Linked DNA regions of Sus scrofa: region 1 is linked to region 2. The links are chromatin contacts, called in public Hi-C maps. All regions are on one chromosome and are shown on one strand. Each heading gives the region's core, a stretch centred on a gene start, on an enhancer-like site or on the middle of the called end of the contact. The rest is flanking DNA. Distances are from core to core; before and after follow the strand shown.

Evidence for each region. Hi-C and Micro-C count contacts between places; a contact is called where the count stands out from the background.
Region 1: a Hi-C map of epiblast stem cells shows a contact between it and region 2, with 2.6 times the contacts expected there. The contact joins the promoter of ONECUT2 here to the promoter of ST8SIA3 in region 2. A contact is called at or near these places in 2 of 5 promoter capture datasets (both in liver) and 1 of 47 Hi-C or Micro-C datasets (epiblast stem cells).

The regions. Positions count from the first base shown.
Region 1 is chr1:106,748,191-106,753,111 of Sscrofa11.1, reverse strand. It overlaps ONECUT2 (one cut domain family member 2), which reads right to left and starts at 1,766. Exons shown (of 3, transcript XM_021093679.1): 1 at 1,221-1,766; 2 at 142-1,218. The coding sequence starts at 1,374. It also overlaps a transcript of LOC102164252 not described here.
Region 2 is chr1:106,682,183-106,687,411 of Sscrofa11.1, reverse strand. ST8SIA3 (sia-alpha-2,3-Gal-beta-1,4-GlcNAc-R:alpha 2,8-sialyltransferase) reads right to left here and starts at 3,876. Exons shown (of 4, transcript XM_021093623.1): 1 at 3,138-3,876; 2 at 1,657-1,776. The coding sequence starts at 3,316. The region is part of intron 2 of LOC102164252 (a long non-coding RNA gene); the gene reads left to right.

The DNA of each region.
Region 1 (4,921 bases), core at 517-3,016, 68 kb before region 2:
AAAAACGGAAGAAGAACTATAGTAGAGAAGAAATAGGAAGTGTGGAAGGGTAGAGGAGTGGCTAGGCGCCCTCAGCCGGAGCCACAGGCACCCGGGAACCCTCATTCAGCAGCCCGGCTCCGGGCAATCCTCTGGGCTTACCTGCCAGGCGTAAGGCGGACATGCGCTGGAACTCGGGCTCCTGCAGCCACTTCCACATCCTGCGGAAGGTCTCCCTGCCAGATTTGAGTTTACTCCACGGTTTTGGGTTCCGGAGCAGGTCGGAGAGAGTCCCCTGAGACCGGCACAACACCCTCTGCGCGAAGATCGCCTGTGGGATGCTGTAGCGCTTCAGCTCCGCGGTGATGCGCTGGGCCACCTCTTTGGTGTTGATTTCCTCCAGCTGGCCTGACGTGGCCACCTGCGATCCTGAAGAGGATGAGGGTGGCCTCTCGCGGCTGGGCGCCAGCACCGGCCCGTGGGACTGAGCGTGGCCCGGGTGGTGCAGCCCGTTGAGGTGCGACATCATGGCTGCGGGCGGGGTGCCCAGGCCGCGGGACAGGTGTTGCTCACCGCGGGTAAGCATGGCAGTGTGGTGCGCCTCGAAGTTGGGGCTGAGCATTTTGTCGTGGCCCGGGGGCCCGTAGTTGGGCAGGCTCTGCTGCGCGTTGTGGAGGCCGCCCAGCCCGTTGCCCAGCGGTGTGGCGGTCAGCGGGGACAGGCTCTGGCTCATGCCGGGCATCTCCTTGTAGGGGCTGTAGAGGTTGTTCATGGCCGGGAGCCCGCGCTCGTCGCGCATGAGGGTGAAGCTGCCGCTGACGTTGCCCGACAGGCGCTGGTGGTGGTGGTGGTGGTGGTGGTGTGGGTGGTGGTGTGGGTGCGGGTGGTGGAACTTGTCCGACACGGTGGAGATGGGAGGCAGCGGCTGGAGCGGCGTCAGCGTGGTGTAGGTGTTGCTCATGCCCATGCCGGGCGGGGACGAGTCGCAGGACATGCTCATGGCGTGATGGAGCGGGATGGAGAGCTCGGGCCGGTAGTCGCCGCCGTCCAGTATCGAGGCCATGCTAGTGACCATGGCCGAGCGCGACGCCGCCGCTGCTGCCGCTGCCGCCGTGCCCAGTTCTTGGTGTGCCGTTGGCGGCGGCGGCGGCGGCGGGCCCCGCAGCGAGCCAGCGGCGCCGCGGCCCGCGTGGTGGGGGCTGGGGCTGGCCAGCAGTTCTTGATCATGGCCCGGGCCCCGCCGCCGCCCCCGCCGCCCCCGCCGCCGCCCCCGCCGCTGCCGCCGCCGGCCGGCCCGTGCAAAGTGCCCAGACTTTCCATTGTCAGCTCCGGGTTCATGGCGCAGCCTTCTAGGTCTTTGGTGAGGCATCGATAGGCGGTGTAGGCAGCCTTCATTCAGTCCATCGGGGCCCGGGGGCGGCGGGGGCGGCGGGGGCGGCCGGCGGGCTGGCAAAGCGCGCGTGGCGGAGCTCGGCCGCGGGAGCGAGGGAGGGTGCAGGAGTGCGTGAGTGTGTGGAGGGGGAGCGTGCGTGAGGGTGTGCGCCCCGGGCTGAGGGCGGGCGGGCGCGCCCGGGGTGGGGGTGGGGTGGGGGCGGACGGGGCGTGCGTGCAGGAGAGGGGAGGGGGCGGGGAAGGAGGGAGGGATCACCGGGCCCCGCCGCTCGGGCCGGCGCGCTGCCTGGCCATGTCCGAGCCCGCTCTGGCGCCGACGTCTTCTGTTTGGGTGAGCGGGAGCTGTCCAGAAGGGCTCTGCCGCTCGCCGGGGCAGCCAACCTACCCTCCCGGACCCGGGGCGGGGCAGTGTCCGATGGGCGCCGCGAGCAGCCACTCCGCGGGTGCGGCTGCCCTGGAGGGCGGGTCTCCTACGCTGAATTGCCAATAGCTGAGGAGGAGGCGGGGCCACACGTTTCATGTTTGGCTGACGGCTCTGTGCCTTTTTTTTTTCCCCCTCTTTTGCCATAGGAATCAAACGTCAAGGAGAGAGAGGGAGGGGGAGAGGGGGTAATGGGGAGAGGGAGGCGAGAGTGTGAGTGAGGGCGAGAAATTACGTTAAAGATGGTACTGTGTGTGTCTTCAGATCTGCAGCAATCTGGGCTAAAGGGCTTTTGCTTCAGTTCCCTTCGCTTCACCCCACAGCTTTTCTCGAAGCGAGTCTTAAAAGACTCCAGCTACGTGCTGGTGTAAAAACAAACCCACGTCTCCAAACAAGCCGCTTCCCAAGCGTCTCTAACTGGGAGCCGGTACTTTAGCCTTTTAAAATTCAGGCGCAAATGTATTCTAGTTCAGGGTAAATTCCCGAGACTGAGGAGTGCATAATCTACAAGGCGAAGGGAACTCCAGCGCCCTAGCCGCCTGCGAGCTGCGGCCAGCAGACGCAAGCCCACCCTCGGCTCGGGCCGCCGTAATGCATGCAAAGTTAACACAATAACATCATTTAATTACCTAGCGAGCCCATAAATCTCTCAGTTATGAGCCTTCAGAAGGGCACTGCTAGATTGCAAAACAAAACTAGAACTCCAGGAGCTGAGGTTTCAAGGTGACCAAAGGCTTGCCGCGCGAGCGAGTTGGAAAGAAGTATGTGCGAGTGAGGAGTGGGGGCAGTGTACCGCAGGGTTGTTGCCGTTGCCTGTAGTGAGCAAACTTCTCCTTGGGGCAGGGAGTATGTAAACCACCCAGGACCTTACCCATTACATGCGGATCTTTCCACACACACACACACACACACACACACACACACACACACACACTCACAATCTTCTCTAGAATCCCGGGAGAGGAACGCCCGGGATTTCGGCACTGGGTAGATGACTTAGAGGTGATATCTGCATATTCAAACTCTGCTTCTTAAAAGACCAGAGCTCTGGCGAGTTCTTAGAACGCTCGCAAGCCGAGGCTTTGAAAAGTGCGCCTTCGTCTACCCGGGATTTCCGTTGTTTGGTAACCCTCGGTCAGCGAGTGGCGCTGAGTATGGACATTTGTGCGGCCGGGGTTGGGGTGGTTGACGACAGAGAGCGGCTCGGTTTCGAAAGCCTTAAAAGTAACAGATTCTTCCAAAGCAGGTTGAGCTCGGTCTGCCTCCGAAGATTCAAGCTGGCTGAGGTTGCGCAGATGTTGCCTTTGTTTAAAGAGACAGTAATTAAGGACAGGGTGGACATAAGTTTGAGAAGCGTGACCTATTTTCTTTTGATCAGCTGTCAAAAGAAGAGCAGGGGGTATCCTTAAGACAGACCCCTCCAACCACTTCCAGCTGCTAGAGAAAACTTGATAAGAAAACAGGGACACAGTCTGGAATACCGCATAAGCCTTCCTGGCGCTAGAGAAAGGTTTAATTCATTTGTAAAACAGTTCTTAGTCTAGGTGACCTTTTACGCCTGCCCTCCCCTCTCTTCTAGTTGCCGAGCAAAAAATTCCACCCCCCTCCCACATCATCCTGTCACATGAATATACTATTTATAGATCAATAGTGACACTATTTATAGATCAACTTCATTGAGCTCTGGCCAATATCTTGCCAATTCTTCTTTCAAAAAGCTTCTCTCTGTGATTTCGAAGCCTGGGTAAGAAGGTGGACCATCCCCTGCTTTACCGGACATACTTTTCTAGCTATTCATGTTTTTAATGTCACTGCACTAGACAGGTAAAATCACCCAGTTTTCTGTTACTCTGACTTTCCTATTTCTCTGACTCTCTGCTACTATCTCTCTTCCTACTCTCTACTTTATACATGGTGGCTGGACATTTGGGAAACAGTTGTTTGAAATACACATGGAGTTGAACAAAAGTTCACAAAAGTGCAATCTCCTGTTGGTCCAGGAGTGCTCAGAGACTAGAATAGGGCAGGAGAAGAGCAAGGCAGGGGAGGAATCTGTTTGATGTGCCCAGTGCTGAAGGCAGACCCCTCTGCCAGGCTTCAGTCTCAAAGAGTGGCCAGTGACCACAGGGTGAGACGCTGAATAGTCACTGCCTCCGTTCAGAAACCTAAGCATATAAATTTCCATTTAAATAATTTTTGAAAATGATAAACTCATTTACCAGGGTAACAAGATAAATCTGCTCCTGGATATTGGATCTCAGAGTGCCTGGGAGCAGTCACGTGCTGGGGAGTTGAAAGGTGAGTTGCATATTCTCTCTGCCTCCCTCCCTTCTCCCTCCTCCCTCCCCCCTTCCCTCGATCAATATTGGCGATCTCGGGGAAATCATGAAATCGTATTGGCTTCTTTGTGTATAATTTCATTGGGCTAGATTAAAGCAGATTTTTCATGTTGTTTTTCTAATAGTGGTTTGAGGCTTTATATTTCAATCCCAAACCCATTTAACATAAAAATTAATGTGCTTGTTTAGTGAGCATCCTAATTTTTATTGAATTGGGCTTTCATGTCCTCCCCCCATTCTTTCTAAACAGAAAAAAATATTTAGTATCTACTTGAAGATAAGTTTAAGCATATCAGTATAAATAAGATTTCAAAATATATTTTGAAATATCTGATTTTTTTCTCGATAGTTCCTTGAGAAAATGAAAAGCAAGAGTTGCTAACTTCTCCTTCTTTAGCACACATGCTCTAGCCTTCAGAAGTTCTGCCTCAGAATTTCTTCTTTTAAGTTACTCTTCTGTTCTCCTCAACCATATAGAAATGTGGCAGCAGGAGTGCTAGTTCATGACTATTAGAATATGTACAAACAGTTGCACCAGCCATTATATCAGGAGCAGGATATCCATTTCTTAGAATACCCCATCTACAGGGCTGATTTTCTTCAAGATCAAACACTTAAATGGGTCAAAAGAAGCCTGTAAAATAAAATGCAGCTTTGACAACAAATGTAAGCTGTTGTACTGTAAAAGGAAAAAAAAATTCCAAATTAGAGTTAGCAAATGCAGAAAAAGACTGGAAAATTTTACTATTGGAGTTTTTCACATGTGTTTTTCACATTAAGGTGTGTGGTT
Region 2 (5,229 bases), core at 2,627-5,126:
CAAAATTAAGAGCAACATAAACTGAAAACTTTAATCCAAAAGTTACTAATATCATTCTTTACAAACTGTTATAAAGATATAGTAAGTTCAAAATGACACTGGGAAAGTTAATTAAAGATCACTTAATAACTGGATTGAAAGGAGGAAAGTTTTGAGAAATTGTTCTAACTGGTTATTTGGAACATATGGTCTAGTGTCAGAAGGATTTTTTTTTTTTTTTTTTTTTTTTTGCTTTTTAGGCAGCACCTGCGGCATATGGAAGTTCCCAGGCTAGGGGCTGAATCCTAGCTGCAGCTGCCAGCCTACACCACAGCCACAGCAATGCCAGATCTGAGCTGCATCTGCTACCTACACCACAGCTCATGGCAATGCCAGATCCTTAACCCACTGAGTGAGGCCAGGGATCGAATCCATGTCCTCATGGATACCAGTCAGGTTCAAAACTGCTGAGCCACAATGGGAACTCCCATAATAATATTTTTATTGAGTCAGAAATATGTTTTGGGAAAAGGTATAATGTATTGTACCAATGAAAGTTTTCTGGATTGTATATAAAATTAATATTGGATTAAAACCATAAAAGTTAAAAAAAACCTTCAGAGTTTTAGAATTACCCAATTATTGTCATGGACTAATTTCTAAACAGTGTTTTAAAGTTTTTAACATAATCATATGTATGTCAGCTTTTCAAGTAAACATTTTCATGACACCATGAATATCTGCTGAATTTAATTCCATCATTAGATTAAAGTAGAAGAGTGCAGTAACTAGAAATTCTGTGACCAAAACACACCCTAAATAGAGTGGTAAAATAAGTATTTGTAAAATAAGTATTCATAGCCCTAATGAATACACTAGATGGCTCACATTCCATTTAGCAGCATAATAATCCCACTGAAAAGGAAGGGGTAGTGACTTATCTGGGATTGCTAAGAGTAGACCAGAATCATTGGGGAGAATAAGTATATTTGAAAAAATTTCAACCTTCTTCCCTCACCTCAAAACACAGAGGAAAAAAATCCCAGCACACATACACACAAATTCCTTCACGTATAAATGAGGCTGCTACAAGACAACTAAGAATAATGTTCGGTAGCTTTTACAATATGTTAAAAGCTACTAAAGTTCAATGAGAACAGTTTAAAAAAACAAAACCATACTTAAATACCTGTATATATTTGGGCTGAGATTTTCACTAGTAATTTGTTAGGGAAGAAGTGTAGTGTTTTCTGTGTTTCAATGAGACAATACTTTTTTATTTTTTTTTCAAGTTTTTCCAGTGGGGGAATAAAAATGCATTGGGTGTTCTTTTTGTAATTAATCTTTAAAAAAAATTTAAATGGCTTTGGCAGTATTAGTCATACATGTTAACTGTAAATCATGGTGCTCAATTAAGCCTAAGTTAGGGAGGATACTGGAAATATATTTTTTTCTTCCATTCAAATTGGTCTTCTTGATGTTTTCTTTTTATGAGAGGGCACTACATAAATGTAAAAGGGTTACTAACTAGACTTTGTGCAGTTAGTCCAAGAAGTCAGTGCAAATACACCTCAGGTTGGGGGCGGGTGTGTGTGTGTGTAGGTTTTTGTTTTGTATTACTTCGTTTTTTGAGCTCCAGAATTCAAAACATCTTGGATCTTTTTCCCCCTATCCTACCTTTGATGTAAAAACGCTGTCCGATTAAATGTCCACTTAGGTCTGTCTTGGAGTTCGTGAGTCAGAGAATGCGGAAAGGGCACAAATGACGGATCTAGAAACTTCAGCGCAAATTGTGACCTGGAGAGGAGCATGAGTACACAGACAAACGTGCTGGCCTCAGCTAGGGGAAGTCAAGGTAGCCATTAAAGTCCAGCCGGTTGGGAGCGGGCGGTGATGGGGGACAGTTGTCACGCGCGCACCGGCTACATCCCGCCCCAGAACCCTTTCTCTTTTGCCCCACCTTCTGCTCCCCACCCACGCCCGGGAGGAAGAAGGAAAACTGGGGAAATCCGTCTCTATTGTCCATCCCTCCGGGTGCGGGAGAAACCATAAAATGGCCGTCTCACGGAGAGCAGGGGCGGGAGCCGCGCGCTCCGCTAGAAGGTGATGAGCAGAGAGGAGCGGGGAGTCAGCACCGCGGACAGCGGCCGCACCACCCCCTTGCCAGACCCGCGCCGCCCCCGCGGTCCCCGCGGATTGATTTTTGGAGAAAGGGCAGAGGAAACTGGAGACCCAGAGGAAGGAGGGGGGTGGCTTCTTCCTTAACCTCTTCCTTCCCGAGCCTGTCTGATTTCACTCTCTGTCCTCTGACTGGGGACCTCCCGGAAACCGCTGGCCAACTCCACTCCTTGCCCCGGTGGAGCTTTTCTAGGTTTCACACCTCGGGCCTGGCTTGGACCACAGGATGTAGTTTGTAGTTGCCCCTCAGAGGCTCTGCTGGGAGAACTCCTAGGGGGTCACAGTAGGGGCAGAGGCTCTTCACGCGCCTCACTTTGCCTGGAGCCTTTTCAGTCCAGCCTCGCGCCCTGCTTGGACCTGGAGCGAGGATCGGCGGCTCTTAGGAGGCTCGCTTCCCGCAGAGGGCGGGGGAACTGCAGAAATCCCGGAAAGTGGGGGGGGGGGGGGCGGTGATGGCAGCGGCGGGGGGGAAAGGATGGATGTAGAATACCCCAGGGGCTTCAGGAGAATAGACCCGCGCATCATTTGATGGGGTAGGGGGTGGGGGAGAGAAAAGGAGGAGAGCGCAAGAGGAGTCCGGCGCCTGCGCCATTAAATCGCCCGGGACAGCCCAGAGCCCAGCCGCGGAGTCTGCGGACAGGGCGCAGGTTAGGCACTCACCTCCCGCGTGTCCATCTCTCCATACTCCCTCGCAAATACACGCAAGGCCTCTCCCTCCACCATCGTTCTCCTTAAACCCTCCCCCAATTTTCGAAATGGGGGAAGGGATGCCGAAGAATACGAGAATGCAATCAACACTATTAGGACAACGGCTTTTAGGAGCTTAGGGGGCCGGGGGTGGGGAGTCAGAGATAGGAACGCAAGGACCACGCAGTTATCTTGCCCAAAGTGTCTCGGAGAAGCCAAAACACCAACCCCCGCCCTCGACCTCTCGCCCCCATAAACCAGATACCTGAGGGCGCTCAGAGGCCCGCACTCACCGGAATCCTGCGTGGAACATGTACATTCGGGGCGCCCCCGGGTTGGCGTACTTGGGAGTGGTGAAGATGTTCTCCTTTTTCAGGGACACGTAGCTGATGAGCGATAAAATCAGCAGGGCGACGCTGAGCATGACCAGCCCCAGCACGCTGGCAACCCGGGCCATTTTGCAATTTCTCATCCCGGGCTGGGTTGGGATCAAGAAAAGCGGGGAAATCGGTCCATTGAGCGGCCAGCAGCTCGCTGGCGTATCAGTGTATGTGAGTGTGTGTGTGTTCGCGTGCGCGTGTCAGCGTGTGTGCCGAGGGAGGGGGACCGGGCAAGGGAGCCGCGGAGGGCCAGAGGATAGAGGCAAGCAGGAGCCCCAGAGAGAAGCCAGGCCCCCAAGGCAGGGGCGAGCCGGGGCCAGGAGGCTGAGCAGGAAGATGGAGGGTCTGGGCGCGGCGGCGTGGCGATGGAGCGGCGCACGGTGCGTCTCTGGCCGCCGGCTCAAGCTCCCCCGCGCGTTTCCAGCGAGGCTGCCATCTCCTCTGCCGCCTGCAAGATAAATGTGATTGGAATAATGTTACAGTTCGATCTAAGCGCAGGATTTAATTAATGAACTCTAATCTCCCAAATAACCGTGGGAGGGGCGGGAGAGGGAGGGATGAAGGGGAGGTGGCAGAGGGAGGGGAATTGAGGCTGGAAGGCTGCAGCCCACGTCAGCGGCCTTCCCCGTTGAGAGTGTGGCCGAGGGGGTGGCTGTGGCGAGACAGACACCCAAACTTAGTTTAATGGGCAATTCATTACTTCATAAATATGTAGTGGAATATAGAGATAAATAACTGGATTTGCTGTCCTGGAGGATACCACCAGCTGGGTGCTTTTGCATGCAGGGAGAGTGGTTTTAGGGGTAGACATTTAAAAACATCTCTCCTCAGCACTGAGCACAGCCCTGAACCCCACAGATCAGCACCCGCCCCAGCACCCCAGCAGGGAAGCCCTAAATAATGGCTGCACCTTGTGAGCACTAAAACCTCTTTGGAACTTTCCAGAATCTCCCCTATCCACTTTCTGCCCCTAAAAGATGGGTAATACTTAGCAGTGTTGTGAAGTAAGCTGTGAATGTGGAGGGCCTGGCTCCTCCTGCCTTGTCCTTCTTCCAGTGTCAGACTTCCAGCACACCTCAGGCCAGGGTCACAGCATGGGCGCGGGTGCCCCAGAGTTGACCTGGGCCTGGAGCAGTTCACCCTGATTTAACTTCCCATTGCCCACTTTTATGACTCATCCTTGTGTCCAGGCCTTCAGGATGGGTCAGTCAACTTAGCCCTGAAGCTTAGCTTAGCCCAGAAGCTGGGGCGTTATAAACCTCTGTCCACTATAAATGCCTAGAACTCTCTTTTGGAGAAGCCCAAGTACTAGGTAAGAGAGGCTGCCTCTAAAGGTGGAAGGAAAGCACACCACCTAACACCTTGTGTTGCTTGACCTTCAATTTGTTTTAGCATATTCACATATTACCTGTTTTAATATCCATTGGAAATAAAAGTTAATTCATTTTTCAGTCATGCTGCTGAATGCTCAGAAGGCAACCCACATGTTTCTTTAGCTCTGTCCTTTGCAGTTAGCTTGTGGCTTCTTCCCCTTAGCTTTATTCTTGGCCTGGTCCTCCCAAAACTGGTCAATAAGCACCAAAGAAGGAGGCTGAAGGTGAGAAACTGGCCTTCAAGAGCCTTTTCCAGTAAAGCAAATTGATATTTTCCAAGGTGGCTATGATTTCTTTTTCTCTTGAACTTCTGGTTTTATGGGCTTTGGTGGACCTGATGTTATGGTCTGTCTGTGGGCCATGAATTCCTCAAAGTGGTGACCTCCTGGGCTGTTAACTCTTGCAGAACTAGGGCCATGTTTTCTGCCCTGTTTCCACATACTACCTGCATCACTGTCTATGGAGAGGCATGCTTAATAAATGTTTGAGGACTAAAGCGCCTAAAGAGCACCCTGTGAAACATATTTCTGGTTGTGGATAGCAGTGCACAGAATGCAACTGCCTGTTTCTAATGGAAAGGTAATTTTGCACCTACTGAAGAATTTTGCACTAACCAGAATCTAAAAATGTGG